Linked DNA regions of Gasterosteus aculeatus: region 1 is linked to region 2. Evidence: chromatin contacts called from public Hi-C data. All regions are on one chromosome and are shown on one strand. Each heading gives the region's core, a stretch centred on a gene start, on an enhancer-like site or on the middle of the called end of the contact. The rest is flanking DNA. Distances are from core to core; before and after follow the strand shown. Region 1 holds the start of bace2 (beta-secretase 2). Region 2 overlaps dscamb (Down syndrome cell adhesion molecule b).

Evidence for each region. Hi-C and Micro-C count contacts between places; a contact is called where the count stands out from the background.
Region 1: a Hi-C map of skeletal muscle shows a contact between it and region 2, with 10 times the contacts expected there. The contact joins the promoter of bace2 here to the enhancer-like site in region 2. A contact is called at or near these places in 3 of 6 Hi-C or Micro-C datasets (skeletal muscle and whole body).

What each region holds. Positions count from the first base shown.
Region 1 is chr1:5,230,596-5,233,760 of fGasAcu3.hap1.1, forward strand. bace2 (beta-secretase 2) reads left to right here and starts at 1,852. Exons shown (of 9, transcript XM_040187203.2): 1 at 1,852-2,502. The coding sequence starts at 2,209.
Region 2 is chr1:5,143,713-5,146,811 of fGasAcu3.hap1.1, forward strand. dscamb (Down syndrome cell adhesion molecule b) reads right to left here. Exons shown (of 33, transcript XM_040181326.2): 15 at 2,949-3,099; 16 at 2,128-2,198; 17 at 1,392-1,635; 18 at 565-711. Among protein-coding and RNA genes, the nearest start is that of pcp4b, 49 kb to the left of the region's middle. Within about 2 kb of position 1,284, at least 3 of the 9 cell types and tissues checked have open chromatin away from gene starts, as enhancers often do.

The DNA of each region.
Region 1 (3,165 bases), core at 602-3,101, 87 kb after region 2:
ATTTGCTCACAAGCAGAAGATGCTACAACACTCTTAGATTGGATTAAAAGCCCAGGGATGGTGTGGAGTGCCTTATTGTGGCCAGCAGAGGAACTGCAGGACCTGCATGGACACGTTACAAATGTCAAATCAACACATGGGACACAGGCACTTTAAAAATAATAACAATAAAAACCTGCTCGCCCGAGGACGTATAACACACATGATCTGCCACCGGATGCACTGGGTTTCCTGGATAGTAACAAACAAGTAAGCACCGCATTCCTGCTTCACACTGTTTTTATACTCTCAGGCTAAGGAAATATCTCACAGGGAGGAAGAAACAAGAACGGTGCTTAAATGGGTCATTCACAAGACCAAGTGCATGACAACCAGAACACTGAAAAGATTATGTTTTGCGGTCACATTCTTTCCCCATATTACTGAGGTTATTGTAACTATCGGGATTCTATAACTTCAATGAAGGAGTGAAACAGAGATGGGGATGAGGGCAACATGTGACAGCGTATGGCTGTGGGCTCATGAGGAATTCTGAGTGAGACAGTGGTTGTCTGTGTGTGAAACAGGCAGCGTGGAGAAGGCCTGTGACATTGATCTTGCCTTTCCACTGGGATCTTTTCTCTGCACTGTTGATGCAGCAAATGAGACAAAAAAAATAGAAAAATTAGTTCATTCATTTAGAAAATCAAATGCAGGAAATACCCCAAAATCTAAACAACAGCGGGTATTACGGACAAGCAGTTGTTGTTTGGGTATGCAGTAAACTAAAGAAGCAGTGGAGAAAATTCACGTGATTTCCGTTGGCATTATTTTTGGCTACTTAATTGTTTGTGAACTAAGTGACTAATTAAAGTAACAATTTTATTGGTCGGGTCTGGACAGTAAATTGTGGGCTTTAAGACCCTGCTGCATCTGTTTTTTCTTAATAATTGAACTGTGCATGTTAGCTCACGTCAGTTTGTGAAGTTAACTGAGCTTTTTGAGACTTTAAAAGGAACAGGAACAGCAATGTGACTGAATGGGCTTCAGCAGACTTAACTGTAAATATCATCGTAATGGGTTTATCTGAAATCTCATTTGACTTTAATTTGCATGGCTTCGCATTGTCTTGAAAGTTCCAAAACACAAAAAGCGTAACAGAAGAAGAAGAAGAAAAGAGCACCTATTCATCAAAAATATGCACAAGTTGATATATGAATTGTAGTATTGCATTAACACCTGTATTGTACAACACAGTTAGAGATGAAATACCGGGCTGTTTTTAAATATTCACAGCATTTAAACTGAATTTGAAAGATGTATTAACTGAGGTTCATTGTTACATTACGCCTCTGGTGTAGAATGAGCATGAAGACGTTTCCTTTTCTGTAACTGAACACATTTAAAATAGCCTTAACCATAACAAGACAACCAAGGGCTGTGTGCAAAGGATGGAGAATCTGACTGTCGATGTAAATGAGGACACATTAAGCGAAACTATATGTCTAATTCCGGTGACACTGTTATAAGAGGAGACACGCTGCTCAAGTGATAAAAACAACCTGTTCGGCGAGTTCACGTCAATTCAAGGGGTAGAGAAATGTAGTTTCGACCCGCTGGGGGGATAAAATCTGTCACCTCGCAGCCAGGAAGTGTTGAAAACAGCAGCACCAAGCCGGTAGAAAAAAGACGGACTGTTCAAACCAGTTTGAATTCAAAATAAAAGCACAAAACGGATAGCTGGCTACGTGACACAATACAAAAATGAAGCATCTTAGATTGAATGCAAAATGTTGAGGTAACATACAAGGGACGCATTTATTGTTTATTTGTCATATTTTTGGGGTAGCCATAAAAACCGCCGGGCTACTTTAGTTTGAAAGTTTACACAGCCGGAAGTCACGTCTTCTGTTGCTGCTGGCTTGATACAGTTCGCAAACTTTCGCCGATATGATCCCGAAACATCTCGGAGTCGGAGCTCGACCTGCACAGTAAAAGTTATTATATCCCCCCGTCTTACCGTGCGAGCATGTGTGCGCGTTTGACTCCTTCCTGACGGCGGCGAGGAGGAGCGTGTCCGGCATGTCCGTTACCGCCGCGGAGGCGTTTCCATGGTGGCCGAACTGAAAACTTTCAGGGAGCAAACTTCGAGCCAGTGACTCTTACGCGTCTTTTCAACGGTCAAGACCGCCGCTTAAAGTCAACCGACGTCAGACGCGAGCCACCGCCATGGCCCGCGCCGCCGCCGCCGCCGTCTCCACGCGTGCTTTCGTTTTCAGCGTGTTCCTCGGCGTGTCGCAGTGCTACTTTACCGTGCCGCTGAAGATATCCACCGGGAGCTACAACGTCTCCTCGGACGTCGGCGTGACCCGGCGGGTGGTGCTAACGGCTGATGGAGACGGCCTCTCCCTGGCCTCGGACCCGAGCGGCGCCGTCAACTTTCTGGACATGGTGAATAACTTGCAAGGGGACTATGGAAGAGGCTACTACATAGAAATGTCCATCGGTACACCTGGTCAGAAGGTAACGACTTCACAAACTCTTTTATTTGTTAATTTGATGGTTTTTTTTATTGACACGTTTTTTTTTTTGCACAGGCGGTTTTTATTTTCGCTTTGATTAGAAAAAAAAACTAAATGTACCCCTTTTGTATTTGATCCACCTACCAACTCTCATTGTGATTACTCATGGTCATGTGTTCTACTCACTAAACCGTGTGTGCCTTTTTGAGTGTGTGTGTGTTTGCACAATGTGATCCAACTACTCGTGCAGTATTTAATATTTCCATAACCATGATGATAGTTTCATAGGAGAAAAGAGAATGACTTTGGCGTAGGGGAGATGAGGGCATATTTGTGCTTTTAACATAAACCCGGCTGTGTGTGGGGGGGCTTTAGCTTCCTTTGGGTCTGAAGGTGGACTAAAGCCCCTCTCACATGCACTCACATGATGCTGCCTGGGAGGACCACTCTCTCCCTCACCGAGCAGCTGATGGGGATTATGAGGCTCCCCGGGAGCACAGAGCACCACCAGCCCTGCAGGTACATTTGCTGCTTCGTTTCTTTTGGTTGCACGGAAGTAGGCCTGTGTGTGTGTGTGCGCAACGTGTCGTTTTTAATACTGCTTGTTATGCAAAGTGCCTAACGCGATCATGTTAATGATTAAGTGAAACTAAATTGCCCAACT
Region 2 (3,099 bases), core at 34-2,533:
AGCATTTAAAAGTTAGGCAGACTCCCCTCTGCGGAGTGAATTTATGTACAAAGTTACATAAGGGTGCTTCACTGCTAGTTAAGTATTTAAACAAAATTCTCCAGGGACTTTACTTTTCAACTTCCAATTTCTTCCTATCTCCACCGATGTTCAGCACCAGAAAAGCAATCTCTCAAATTGTACATTGTAAGTGCAAGTTAGGCAGTAGAATGTGCTGCAATTGCTACCACATTGGTCATTTATCAGTTTTAATCTAAAAAATGTGCTCAATGATAAAAGATTTGAATTATCCACGTTGCACCACCTCTACAACTACACCACAGCATATTACAGCAATGCCAACTACACCACAGCAGCCCCTAGTGGACCAACAGGGTGGCGCAACAAGTACACAAAAGACGTGAATAGCAGGTGTACGGTAAATGGTAAATGGACTGTACATATATAAAGCTTTTACAGTCTTCTGACCACTCAAAGAGCTTCAACCCTTCATGTCATCGTTCAGCCATGCACAGCTGCTCATACACGAGTAGTAAAACCAAATGGAGGTGTTGACGGCGGTACCTCCGTCGGGCAGGTTGGCCCAGTAGATGACTCTGTATCCCTGCAGGTTTCCATTGAGAGCCTCTCTGGGTAGAGGCATCCAGGAGAGCGAGATGACCTCGGGGGACTTCGCCACAGCCAGGACGTTTTCGGGTGGCCGGGACGGCACTATCGGGGAAACAAGGGGGAGGCTTAATGACGCCATACTGGAGTAGCAGTCTAAGGGACTCTCTTTGCAGGTTCCCTCGTTTAGTTCAACAAACGAGTTTAAAAATGAACCGATGGCAACAAATGCTACATCTGGATCATCTGCTCGGAGACATAAATCTGTTTTATTTCATGTCTGACAGTGAAACAGCACTTGCATCCTTGTCTTCTTAATACCTCTTAGAATAACCAGAGAATATATTGGTGAAAACAGATGTTCAATTCAGAAATCAATCTCCAAAATAAAAGACGGAAGAAATATTCCAAACAAATATATCAAAACTTTGTATTTAAACAAATTTGCCTACATCTCCTCTCTAATCAGAGACTGAGGCAGACCAGTACTGAAGATCTCTGGCGTCTCTTTGTCTGATGTAATTCTACCAATGTCAAGTAAAGGGGAGCCTTTCCACAAAAATATGCTGAGAGCCTGAATCTCATACAGAAATGTCCAACAGCAAGTAGTTCATCAAATAAAAGCATGTAGATAAAACAATATATGTATCACAAGATCCCCAACAGGGACACGTTGTCTCGGACACGTTTACAGTGTATATAAATGTATATATATATATATGTGTGTGTGTGTAGATATATATGTATAGATAACACATCAGATCTGCCCACGCGCCCCTCCTCACCATCCTCCAGGGTTTTGGTGACGACTTGCTGTGAGGAAGGCCCGGTGCCGGCCCTGTTGGCAGCCTGCACCACCACGCTGTACTGAGTGAACTTCTTCAGGTTGTCCAGCACGATGCTCTCCGTGGTGTCTCCTGTGGTGTCCAGGCTGATGATGATGAACTGGTGGCTGCCACCAGGGCTGTACTCCCTGTAGCCCACTTGGAAGCCGCGGATCACTCCGTTCTGCAGGTGCTTCTGGGGCGGCTGCAAGACGGGAGGAGGGCGAGAGGAAAACGGGAGTTTAAGACAAACTATTCAAACAAACATAAATCAAACATAATCATAAACATAAACAATCATGACCAACTAATTATCATTAAACTACTCAATTGTTAAATGAGAAGCAGTGGTCTGTAGTTGTACACGCGTTTGATATCTGCTGCTTCTTCTAATGATTGTTCAGCTACTAATGCTTGTTGATTTATTATTTTTTTAGATCCCAATCAGTCTTTGCAAAGTGTTTTTTAAACTTAAGGGGTTCAAATATAATAATGGAATATCAAAGCCAGTAATATTTGTAGCTTTGTAAATTAACAAAAGGCGCATGTTGAGTAGTCCAGTAGTTTCATATGTTTTCAACTGTTCATATATTCAAGAATTATGAGGCCAACCTCAGCAGAAAGAAAAGAAATCATCTCTTTGTGTTTCTGTTAGTTTTCTGTTGAAATATTTATTGCGGTATTGTTTGGACTTTACCTTCCAGGACACTTTGATGCTCTGTGGGGAGGTGGGATCCAGAGTGACATCCTGCGGCGGGCCGTCAGGAGCTGCACATAAAGCACATCAGGCATCATCCATCACGACCGCATGCCTGCATTCACAATGACCGACGCGATCCACCAGACACAGCAGACCCCTTTGTGTCCGATTCCACTAGATGGCGCTGTTGAGCTGAGCCGTTTTTTCCCTTCATGTTCTTTCCACATCAGCTTAATGATCATTTAAAAACTTTAACCTTTAAAATATTGTGAGAAATTATAGACGCTCTGGTTGATTTGAAGTTTATGACTTTGTTTTAGCAATGAATCCAGTAAAACGGGGCATTTAATGTGCTGCTATGCCTGCAGGGGATCATTATAGGCAATAGAAGGTAAGTGAACACTGATAGAGCCGACTAAAAGCAACAGTAAACTGATCTGTTTCCCCGTGTCTAAAAGATGATGGCCTCCATTTCAAACAACCATAAAATAAATTAGTGCAAGATGATTCAACAGGCTTGAGGGCCAGCAGGAAGAAATAGACACTAAAAATGAGAAGGAAGTGTCAATTATGTCCGTATTAAACTTAATCTGAGTGACAGTGAAGAGTACTTCATAGCCAAATTAAGTATTTAACTAGTGTGGTACGGAGGAAGAGTTTCATTTTGATATGCTAGGGAGAGGAATTCCAGTAGCGGTGCAGTAAGACTTCTTACCTCCTTTCTGTTCACATTGTTCAGATGGCTTTTCAGTCTTGCTGTGAATGTTATGTTCAAGTGATGCAAAACTGTAAAAAAAAAAAAGTTGGCTGAGGGTTACCTGCTTCATCAGTGGTGATGGTGAGCTCGTTGCTAGGGTTGCTGTTGCCGATGATGTTCTTGGCAACCATGCGGATGTTGTAAGTGGAGGAAGGATGGAGGTCAATAATCGTGGCCTGGTTGAGCTGCGGTGACACATCTTTGGTCACCTG